2 separate regions of the Danio rerio genome follow, and region 1 is linked to region 2. Evidence: chromatin contacts called from public Hi-C data. All regions are on one chromosome and are shown on one strand. The core of a region is the stretch at or near the end of the contact, and the rest is flanking DNA. Distances in the headings are between cores, read along the strand shown.

Evidence for each region. Hi-C and Micro-C count contacts between places; a contact is called where the count stands out from the background.
Region 1: a contact with region 2 is called in a Hi-C map of an unstated tissue, with 2.6 times the contacts expected there. The contact joins the promoter of ube2g1a here to the promoter of dpagt1 in region 2. A contact is called at or near these places in 1 of 18 Hi-C or Micro-C datasets (an unstated tissue) and 1 of 4 datasets of contacts at active chromatin or transcription factors (embryo).

What each region holds. Positions count from the first base shown.
Region 1 is chr5:31,602,085-31,608,325 of GRCz12tu, reverse strand. It overlaps ube2g1a (ubiquitin-conjugating enzyme E2G 1a (UBC7 homolog, yeast)), which reads right to left and starts at 3,663. Exons shown (of 6, transcript NM_199863.1): 1 at 3,500-3,663. The coding sequence starts at 3,545. It overlaps spns3 (SPNS lysolipid transporter 3, sphingosine-1-phosphate (putative)), which reads left to right and starts at 6,165. Exons shown (of 13, transcript NM_001100036.1): 1 at 6,165-6,241.
Region 2 is chr5:31,203,766-31,209,213 of GRCz12tu, reverse strand. It overlaps dpagt1 (dolichyl-phosphate (UDP-N-acetylglucosamine) N-acetylglucosaminephosphotransferase 1 (GlcNAc-1-P transferase)), which reads right to left and starts at 3,245. Exons shown (of 9, transcript NM_001089411.1): 1 at 2,760-3,245; 2 at 2,529-2,649; 3 at 1,969-2,182; 4 at 1,467-1,613; 5 at 611-695; 6 at 151-339. The coding sequence starts at 2,914. c2cd2l (c2cd2 like) reads left to right here and starts at 3,231. Exons shown (of 15, transcript NM_001077383.2): 1 at 3,231-3,259.

The DNA of each region.
Region 1 (6,241 bases), core at 2,414-4,913, 400 kb before region 2:
TTAATATTATATTGAAACATCGGTTTATATTTTACAAAACAACCAACCACAGTGTCATGGGCTCAGAAAATATCAATCTGTAAACATATTTTAAATGAGGAAAATAAACATGAGGTTTATGAATGTGATCATACTTTTGGCTATTTTGGTGAAAACTTTGGTTGACAATTGCATGGAACTACTCAAAGGGCAAATTGGGGCATTTCAGGGCAGTAGGTGCATACATGCCTTCACATGAGTTCTGATAGTTAGACCTACATCTGGGCAACATTTCAGACAAGAAATGACCAATTTGCCTGTCTGTTATCAGATCAGCTGAGCGACTCTTTAGTCACAGAACGCCTGTCTGTTTGTTCAGATACTCTGAACTTCTGTGTGTTTGCAAGAAGGAGCACAACAGAATATCTGGAGGTTGACTGCATGACCACCTTGTAGTCATAAACAAGATGACAGTTGGGTTATCCAGTCATATGGATGTGTCATTTTTGCACATGAATCACTAAGACAGTCTGGCATTCATATGAAGAGTCTCTTCTGTCAAAGCCACCTTTTTACCACTATCTGATGGTTATTAAATGACTCAATTGTATTTTCAACAAACCTACTTCCAATATAAGAGTGCTGAAGTGTTATTATAGCAACACTAGGGCTGGGCCAATAAACTGTATTATATCAAATTGCGATGAAGTTTGTGTCAATAACAATGATAAGCTTTGGACTTTTTACTCTATATTGATCTAAGAGCCAATCACACAACAGAAATGTGCAACAACGAGAATCTAAAAGTGTGTTGATGTTAGAGATGTCCCAAAATTTTCTGCCACTGAAAAAGTATCGGCTGAAAATATGCTATGCCATTTAATAGACCCTCTAATTTTTGTGGCTTCAGTCATTGCTGGAATACTCTTTTAAATCTGGAAGCATTAACAACTGGTATCGCAATATACATCGTTATCATTCAATATGCAAAATAATTATCAAGATTGCAGTTTTGCCATATCGACCAGCCCTAAGCAACAATCACACAAATAGCATAAAGGGCTGTTCAAACCAAGAATGGATGACAGCCACTACTAGAAAGGTTTACCAACCCTTCAAATTCAATTAGAAGAGAGATGTCCACACAGCAGATTTAACAATAACACCACAGATATACAATATCATTGGAATCACTTTCAGAGAATTTCCTGTCAATGTATGTTAAAAAGCTTGACAGGCAAAGAAAACCCACAAGTTACAAAAGCATGCGCATAAAGTGACATAACAGTAGTGCTTTTAATAACAGAACATTATCTGAAGGCAAAAAAATACATAATTTATTTACTATCCTGCAGTCCATTCAACCAGTGTATGACTGACTTTCTTCAGCCAAGGTTTTGGGGAAAAGGAAACAACTCTTCATCTAATGCTAGTGAACAGGGTTCAACTAAACCATTTGGTAGTTGTATTAAATTTTCAGGAAAAATGCAGTGAGCGTTATTTAAAAAAAAAAAAAGAAACAGAAAAGATATTAACTTACTTAATCAAATTTATTTTTAAATATTTAGAAATTAAACACAAATTTTTCTCTAGAAAAGCCAACCTCTCTCCCAGGACAAAAAGTAAACAAAAAGATGAAACAGTATGCAAAGATAGAACAGTAAATCAAATGACCTTAACTTTCTGTAAACAAGTTCAACTTAAGTTAGCGAGATAGTGTAGCGTACTATACAAACAATAATAATAAATAATAAAAAAAAAACACTCAGCAAACTAACATGTCTGAAACAACTCTGCAGTTGTACTATGCTGTTGCTTGCTACTAAATTGAGTGTCCCTGGCAATACTTTCAATTGACTTTTTAGCAAGACACTCATCACTCAATTGTGCTCACTAATTTGTCTAGTAAGACTGTCACAAAAACGCAGTCACGCGTTTGCTCTGGACGGGAAATAAATGAATTAAAAATATACAAATATATCTTCATATTACAGCCTCTTGTGATTAGCTAATCGCAACATTTCAAATGGTGACTGCAATTAGATTTCGATTAATCACACGGCTCTAGTAGACGCTGCAATGTTTTTACCCAAAACCTTAATTTTTTTTCAACTTAAAGTCTCAAAACATGTTTAATAGCTTGGGGTGGGTAAAAAATTAAAGGTAATTTTTGAGTGATTTCTAAAAAAAACCTCTCTACACATGGCATTAACATCACACAAGTTGTGCCCGCATTTTCCTGGCCCGTATCTTTTACGGGCCAACATTAATGAACGTTGTGAGGCTTTTGTTCTCACGAAGGGTTCACTGAGTTTAGATCAAGGCTGATGAGTTCACCATGCTGGTTCTTCTGAAAGGAGACAACCAAAACAGCCCCTGACCCCCTGAATCAGTCAATCAAGCGCAGGGCCTCTGCAGAACCTGACGCCATGACAGGCCCGGGGTGCCGCTCACCCTGCGACCCTTGGAAAGAAACAAGCGAGTTGCTTTTATGTGTGTGTAAGATGAGTAATTTGGGGGGATGGGGTTGCTTGAGCTGTCTGTGGCAAAGAGACAGCTGTCATGTAGCAGATCTGTTGTTTTGCTTTTTAATTGATCTCATCAGACCCCCAAACTCAGGTAATCTGCCTAGTTTGACCCCTATAACTAACTCACTTCACTGGCTGCACTGCGCAAATGGGGCCCAGTGGAGAAATCCTCCTCTGGTTGAGCTCAGTAAAGCTGACACTCGCGGATCATATTGCTCAGTGTGTGTGTGCTGGGCATAGAACAATAGGAAACACTCATAACGACTCTAATAAGAGCCAATTTCCCGCACAGGTCTATGGTGACAGAGACTATGGGTCTCCAGTTCTCGCTGTACCGGTGAGCTGGTGATCAAACAGCAGCCATCAATTTGTTAGCTTTAGCCTGCTAGCCAGCCTAGAAAAACAAAGGGATTTGATCAACCCGATGCGGGGTAATGGCACACAATATACGGCTTATAAATCTCACCTTTAAACCGTGCGATAATACTATTGGTTTGACGGACAACGATAAGACAGTGAGCAGAAATTGGACCAATGACAGACTTTTCCTCCATTTATAAGATGACTGGTTCTCTTGCGGAAACTGCGTCCGGACACAGATGTCAAAACACGGGGGTAGCCGATCGAGAGCGGCCCCGCCGGTGTGATACGGAAAAAAGTGACTGACACTTATGTTGACATGAATAAACCGAATAACACTAAACAAACGTGCGCGTATTGTTGTTTTAATTATGTTAGAAAAACTCTCATGTTGATATTTTAGCAAGAGTAGTACAAAACTAGCATTTTAAAATAACAAAAGACGACGGGGCTTGCCTTTAGCCGGCTATTTTAGCTGCTAACATGCTAACTAATGCTGTATGATAAACACAGCGCTTGTTAGCGGCTAAACTAGCGGCTAACGGCTAAAATGCTCCGTCTCGGGTGTACTGGCTGGCTAAAACGTTCACCGGTTTGTTAGCCTGCCTTCGCCAACAGCCTTCAAATATTACCTGCTAGCTGTCTCCTGAGTAACAGTGCTGACTGGGGCTCCGTCATGTTTTTATAAGTTATATTCTAGGTCGACAGACGTTCACCTCGACAAGGAGAAAAAATATGTTTGAATTTGCTTGCGCGTCTTCCCGTCTCTGTTCTAGTCCGTTTTGCTCAACATTCTGATGCGGTATGCGCATGCGCTCTGCTCTCCGCGAGGCCGCGGCGAGAGTGTGCTCCAGGGTACTTATGGGCGGAGGATTCGCGCATGTCAGAAACAAATATGCTTGTTTTTTAACAAACGGCGATGGCATTGACTGCGAGATTAATTATGTTATCACTTTAGTGACGTTGTAGGTGAGTCTAATCAATTGTCTCGTTATAGCGAAAATCTGTAATCATACATTTATTATTGCTTTTTCTTTTCGCAAGTGCCATTTTTATTAGAGAAAATTGATTGTTGAGGACAGTACAGTGTCATTCAACCACTAGGAGACAGTACAGCGTAATAATAAAAGTCAAAATGTGTGATAGAGGCGATCCTTATGAGAATCATCCACTTACACACAGCTCTCATAACCGTTCATGACACTTTAACGTCTTGGTTGTGTATTTCTTACTAGCGTGATAAAAACATTTTATTTGAAAACATTTTTTTTCGAAAGACGTCTCTTTTGCTCATCAGGACAAAAGTAAAATAAAAATAAAAACTTTGAAATGCAGTTTTTAGTTAAAACAACTTCTCAATTTGACTTTCAAACAAAAGTCAATTGACTAATTCAAAGTCAATGCAGAAATGTCTGCTGTTATTACTTGTTTCCAGTGTTGCATTATCTTTCAGGGATCAATCTGATAGGCTGATTTGCTGCTGAATATATTTTTTTTCTGATTGTTATCAATGTTCATTTATTTTTATGGAAACAGTCGTATATTAAGAGTACAAGAGTAAGAGCACAATTCAAATCATTTTCACAGATACATTAAATTAATTACATGTGACAGTAAATATATTTAGGTTTCAAAACATTATACTTCAGTTCAATTGTGTGTGTGTGTGTGTGTGTGTGTGTGTATGTGTGTGTGTTTTTTTTTTAAGTTAAAATATCCACTAAAATTAGCAGAAACATTTAGTTCTGAACTGATAAAATGAGAACCAGTAGTAATGATTGAAGACCAAAATAATTCAAGAAGACTGGAGTGACAATGTTTCGAATTACAGAAATAAATACAATTTCTTACATTTTACATCAATTACATTATCAATGAACAGCAAAGACTTTCAAAAACCCTGACAAATCATAATATCCCCAAATATCTGACCTGCAGTGTACATCTTGTCAGAGAAACTGCACAATAAAGACCTTAAACATGATTTTTTTTGTCTTATTTAGTCTTTACTGTGGTTGAATACCGCTGTACTTTCAATGACAACAACTTTCAACTAAATATAAATGGCTTGCAAATGATATTATGTTCTGAATAGTGACTCTAATTTAATTTCAGTTTATTATGTGTCTAACTTCTTGTTTATTTAATCAAAATCCATAAACTTTGTTATTATGGCAACCCACATCAAATAATAATTTATAGTGCATGCAACAACACACATGCAAAACATTTAATCATTATTTGAAATACACGAAAGACATGATGACAGGTCAGTGGTTTTAGGTAAAAATTTTACATATTGTGTATATGTAGATTCATTCATTCATTCATTCATTCATTCATTCATTCATTCATTCATTCATTCATTCATTCGTTCGTTCGTTCATTTATTCATTCATTCATTCATTCATTTTCCTTCAGCTTAGTCCCATTATCCATCAGCAGAATGAACCGCCAACTTGCGGATGCTCTTCAAGCTGCAAATTAGTCCTGGGAAATATCCATTCACACAGATACACCACGGCCAATTTAGCTTCTTCAATTCACGTACACGCCTTAGGACTGTGAGGGAAACTGAAGCACTTGGAGGAAACCCATGCCAACACAGGTAGAACATGCAAACTCCACACAGAAATGCCCACTGACCCAGTCGGGACTCAAACCAGCAAGTTTGCTGTGAGGTGACAGTGCTAACCACTAAGCCATCGTGTCGCCCATTTTACATACTGTAAAATATATTTTACGTGTGCTACAATGAATGACTGTTTGTTTTAGAGAAGTGGTTCGGCAGAGAATTTCACAAGAATGGCAACATTTGCATCATAATGGAAGCACCACAGTTTCGCCAAGTTTCTCATTTAAATTAAAAAGCAACCATGAGAAAAATAAATAAATTGAAAACTGTAGAGTGGGAAGTACTGCAGCACACCCGATTATAGCTTGGAATGATCAATCTACTACATAAAAAGCCATAAACTTTACAGAGTTTATCAGACAACACAAGATTAGGTTTCCATTTGAGAAAGTTCCCTCACGGGTGTGGATTTTCCAGCAGCTCTGTCTGCAAGACCTTTGTCCTGGTGTTCAGAACATTAGCCTGAAACATAATGCCAAACACCCTGGCAAAACTGGGTAACAGATCGATGCAAAGCAGAAAGCATGATGTGAGTGCATAGATGAAAATCTACGGGTTTGTGGTGTATAATGCAACAAGGAGGAACTGTTCATCTGCATGTGACCAGAGGAAAGGGGGCGGGGCTTGATTCTAACTTGATAACCCTGCAGCGTGCTGTACTCACACAGGAATGCATTTCTGTTGTGACATCTCAACGAACACAGAAAAAAGACAGAAAGTGAGAGAAGAAAGACAGACA
Region 2 (5,448 bases), core at 1,996-4,495:
GTAAATCACTTTAAAATTGTAAAAAGAGTGTGTATAATGAAGAACATATAGCTCTCATAGCTTCCAGACTACTAAAATTTAAATTATTTAATTGAAGTGTCCTTACATTTATAATTATGTATAAAAACAAATGTTAGTGAAATTACCTACCTAGGCAGGCGATGTCTAGGGCAGGGAATGATGTGAAAGAGCTGAGGCAGTGAGTAAATAAAGTTGATGACTTGAGGGATGAAGAAAAGCAGCATTGTCTTGCTAAAGTGGCCGAGTATCCCGACAACTGCAAATGTCATTCCAGCAAAGTAACAGAAAGTGTCTCCCACAAACACAGAAGAGGGATACCTAATAGGCAGTATTCAAAAGAGAGAATTAAAGGTGAACTAAGCAAACTTTTAAAAAAAATTAATGTCAGTGTTGGAGCAAGTATCAAAACACACTTGAAATCAATCTGCATTACGGGACATATCTAGTACATCTTGGCAATGGGCATGTTTGTTTTTAGGGATTTTAAATAATAACATTTCCAAAAATTGCTTTATGCATGGCAAATATATAAACAAATATATCTTTGGTATATGCCAATGATAATCAAAAGGCAAGAATTTGAACAAACCAATTGTGGTAGAAGAGAGCTAATGTGGTGAAGAAAAAAGGAATCATGAAGTACAAGGAGAAAACATGGTCATCTCTGTAGTCTCCTGAAAGAGAAATGGCATTCAAAGATCAATATAACAATCCAAGAGCAGATATTAAATATAGCTGCAAACTTTAAACTCTGACTTTAAAAGGCAACAATTATAACAATGTAACTGTTTGCAACATTGATTAATAAGCAGTGCTGAGCAAAACTGACCGCATCTAAAATAAACGTATGTTTTGACATAATAAACTGTATGTGTGTGTACTGTGTATATTTATTCTGTATGTAAAAAAACACACATGCATGCATACATACATTTTAGAAAAAGTTCATTTTTATTTAGATATAAAATATACAGTATATGTACATGTGATACAAATTATATATTAATTAAAATATCCATGTGACAAATTTTTTTGTTGTATCATATATACATGATAAATATACCATATATAACACACCCATATATTATGTCAAAACAAACATTTATTTTGGATGCGATTAATCACGATTAATCTTTGCTGAGCACTTTTAAACAAATGTTGTTGTTTTTTTCAGCAATTCTGAATATTATTTACATTTTTGACTATAATTTCTGAAGACTTCAGTAGCCTTCATATTTACCTTATTTTAAAAATCATTTTAAACAACAATATTTAAAGAGTTTTCTGTATATTTGATCAAATAAATGCAGCTTACATGATTATATGTAAAAACGAATCTCAATTATTGATAGTGTACATACACGTGAAACAAATTACGCCTATATTAAAACCATGCAAAGAGATTTTAATATAAAAATAAGAGGAAAAACAGACCCTCAGCTCACCATTGAGTTCCAGTAAATTAAAGAGGATGATGGACCCTGATATGAAGAGAGCCTGTCCAGACTCAATGCCATTGATGCCAGCCAAGATGTTGATCGCATTTGTGCAAAACACAGCCAACATTCCCATATACACATAATACAGAATTCCTAAAACACAGTATATGCAAAACAGTCAGTTTATAAGCATGTATCATACAATACAATTCAATTCAAGTTTATTTGTATAGCGTATTTCACAATAATATTTGTCCCAAATAATTATTGTCACCTTTACAAAAAGCCAAGGTACACATTACTATTACATTACAGTCAAAAATAAGTAAGTTAAGGAGTTGTGTAAAGGTTAGACAGTAAAGAAACATAGTTAACCTGCAGTTACACAGCATATAGTGTCCTTCCAAAATGGTGATGTACATGTGTATAATACCTACAAAATAAACTTCTCTCTGTCAAGAAAGAGAACACCCAACACTTCAGCAGACTCTCTGACCATCACACTCACCCAGGTCCAAATGCATCCCCAAAAGGAGACGGAAAGGTTTTGGCACGACGATGACAGTGTTGCCAAAGTTAGTGAAGTAAACCATGAGGAGAGGCAGAGAGGCCATGGTGGGCAGCAGAAGTTTGTGTCTCCATCGCAGGTTCAGAACATCATCAGCAAAGCCCAGGAAAATCATGCAGCAGATGGCCAACAATGCACCGATCAGCTGAACAAACTATGTGGATCAAAAAAATGACAATGACTACGTTTCCATCATTCTTCAAAATATCTTCTTTTATGTTCAACAGGGGTAAAAACACTTCTAAAGCTTTGGAACATTCTGAGGAAGAGTAAATAGTGAGTAAATCATTCTTTTTGGGCGAATTATCCCTTTAGATAATATTTCGGAACATCATAAAAGCCTTTGCACAGACTTTGAAACAATTGATCATGTTCTTGATTATTTTAAAACGTTGCAATAACTAAAAGCCCCTGCTGACCCCTAATTCTGCAACATTACAGTAACAAACGATGAGTTCTTGATATTCACTTCATGATTAAAGGATCATTCGTTCTCTCACCTCGTTGTGAGGAAACCGTTGACACTTCTCTCCCATAAAGCACTGTAAGAATGGAACAGGGATGAAGAGGAAGAGGATGATGAGGAAGACTGTCCCACTGATTACACCCTGTGACTCGGGTCTGGTTAATAAAAAGGAAACAAGAGTTAAATTCAGGTGTCAAACGTCATATAGCAAAGCAACACATAATATCGATGCACAATAACATAAGAATAAAAATCCAAAACTTACACCTCTTTCTTTGTGGTTTTATTTAAGTCCATGCCATAAAGTCTTGCAGATATGAAATGTTCCTTAAAGGCAGGAATAAGCTTGACTGTTGCAATGCACCCAAGTGCAGACATACAACAGTTGATGATCAGAGGAACAACAGGAATTGGAGACATCTTCTCGATATAAAACTACAATATACTGAATCTACTGTACTAATATATGTATTGTATTACAACAACTCAAGCGTTCGTTTCCTGTCAGCAACATTCAATGCTATTGCGTTTTATAATCATAATGAAGCAGACATTAACTGAACATGTTTCTTCAAAGTTTACAGATGTTTTAACTACATGTCCGATACGCGGCGGAAACCGTTAATGGATAAAAGCGCGTACAAAAATAACATTTGTTTATTTTCGAAGCGAATGAACGATGTTTCTCTGCAAAGTAACGTTAGATTCATCAGTAAACGGTTGTTTTCTGGCTCAACGTTGACAGCTAGATTTCCACAACCTCATGTAAGTAACCGGCGGTAGAGGAGAACCTCCTGCCTAAATAAATCCCGGCTTAGGTTATGAGTAACTTATTACTCCTACAACAAATGCAAACAGCGTTGACGTCAAATGGTTATCGATATGTCAGTTTACATTGTACGTTTGGCTCTGATCTCATCACAAAATCCACGTCTACTTCCGTCAACATAATCCGTCCGCTGACCGCTTGCATTTACACAACTATCTTAATATACTCTCATGATCTAATGCTATGAGAGTTAACGATTAAGGTTTTAAGCGCAATGCCGTACAATTCAAATGGATACCAAGGAGGTGTTTAGTCAGAGATATGTGTAAGTATGTTTTGATACTGTCATATTGGTTTTGAGTCGAACTTTTTGCAGGCGTAACACAACCGGAAACTGAAATGAAAAGCATGTTAAAAGTCTCAACTTCCGTGAAGTAATATTTTTGACATTGTAGTGATACCTGGCAATTTGTTAAATGCAGGGCTACAATATTATTCATGAAATAAATTAATTCATTCATTTATTTTCTTTTCGTCCTAGTCCCTTTATTAATCAGGGGTCACCACAGCAGAATGAACCGCCAACTTATCCAGCACATGTTTTAGGCAGCAGATGGCCTTCCGGCCGCAACTCAACACTGGGAAACCCCCATACACTTTTGCATTCACACATATACACTACAGACAATTTAGCTTATTCAATTCACCTGTATTGCATGTCTTAGGACTTTGGGGGAACCGGGGCTCGAACCAGCAACCTTCTTGCTGTTAGGCAATTGTGCTACCTACAATTGTGCTACCCATGACAATTGCTATGTCATGTTAGTTTTATTTATCAAGATATTATTATTGTTTGAAAAGTTTAATTGCAGACAGAAAAAAATCTACAATACGATGTTTTTATTTGAATATGTGATTGTATGAAACTTATAAGAGCATTTATGTATTGAATACAATACCATTCAAAACTGCTTTATTGGCATGACTGTAAATGATAAATGTTGCCAATGCTTGAAATACTGTAGGTGGACAAATACAATATTAAAATAAAAGAATGGAAATAAAATATCATAATAATTTAAACTAAAAAAAAAACTATGTAAGAAATAAAAACATGTGAACATTTAAAAAAAAAACACAGTGTTTACCATATAAACACACACAGTCAAAGGGTCACTGTAGTATACAGTAGGGAAGCATACACTAATACATTCCCAAAAGACGTTATAATTTGAACGACATTTAGATTGAACAAAAACAGGAGAATGGAAAAAAAAACATTTTATTTCTTTATTAGAACAACATGCAGTGTGATATGGAAAGCTGACAGCCTAAACCAATTTTTATTTTCAGGTGAAAAAAAAAGGTCATTTAAAGAAAAAAATATTTCAGACTCATGAAAGTATATTCTGAGAAGTTTAAAAATCAAAGAAGGCCTCAGTCAGGGGTATGCCAGAAGAAAAACAAAACACAACATACTGTAGGCTATACATGCTTAAAGGCATAACAAAAAAAATAATAATTTAGTTCAATTTGTTAATTTGTTAAAACATTAATTTGTTTTATAATATATTACAGCATATGACATGGATAGAAAAGTATTCTGAGCAGTTGATTAAAGTTAATTAAATGAGCCAATATTAACATCTTTCTTGAGATTTGCAATTAAATTTATTTATCATTTTAATAATAATTATAAACCCAATATGGAAAAAAACTACATAAATATTCCACAAAGACAACCAGTCGAACATATGGGTTCATTAATTGTTAATACATATATTTGGGAATGAATTGTTTTTTTCAAAATTAGAGAAGTCGATTTGAACCACTTAACACCAAATGAAAAGATGCTATTAAAAACTGTTAAAAGGAGCTCAACTAACCTATGATTTTTACCAAGTCTAATAAATCATGATAAATCAAACAAATACAAGATGCATTTGTAACAACAACATAAAAAAAAAAATTACTTGACATAATGTAACAAACGTCAGCGAAAACTCTTTTAAGGATCAGCCAGGGAATATGCGCTTTACGCATGCGCAGCCTGAAGTGTGCGTGTCTCTTTAAACGCGTTGTCCTTACGCGGTATGTGTGTTTGTGTTGCTACACTATTTGACAGCTCGACTGTTCTGTTCCTGCGCATTACCATTACAGACCGTCCAACACCGCCGGTGGGAGG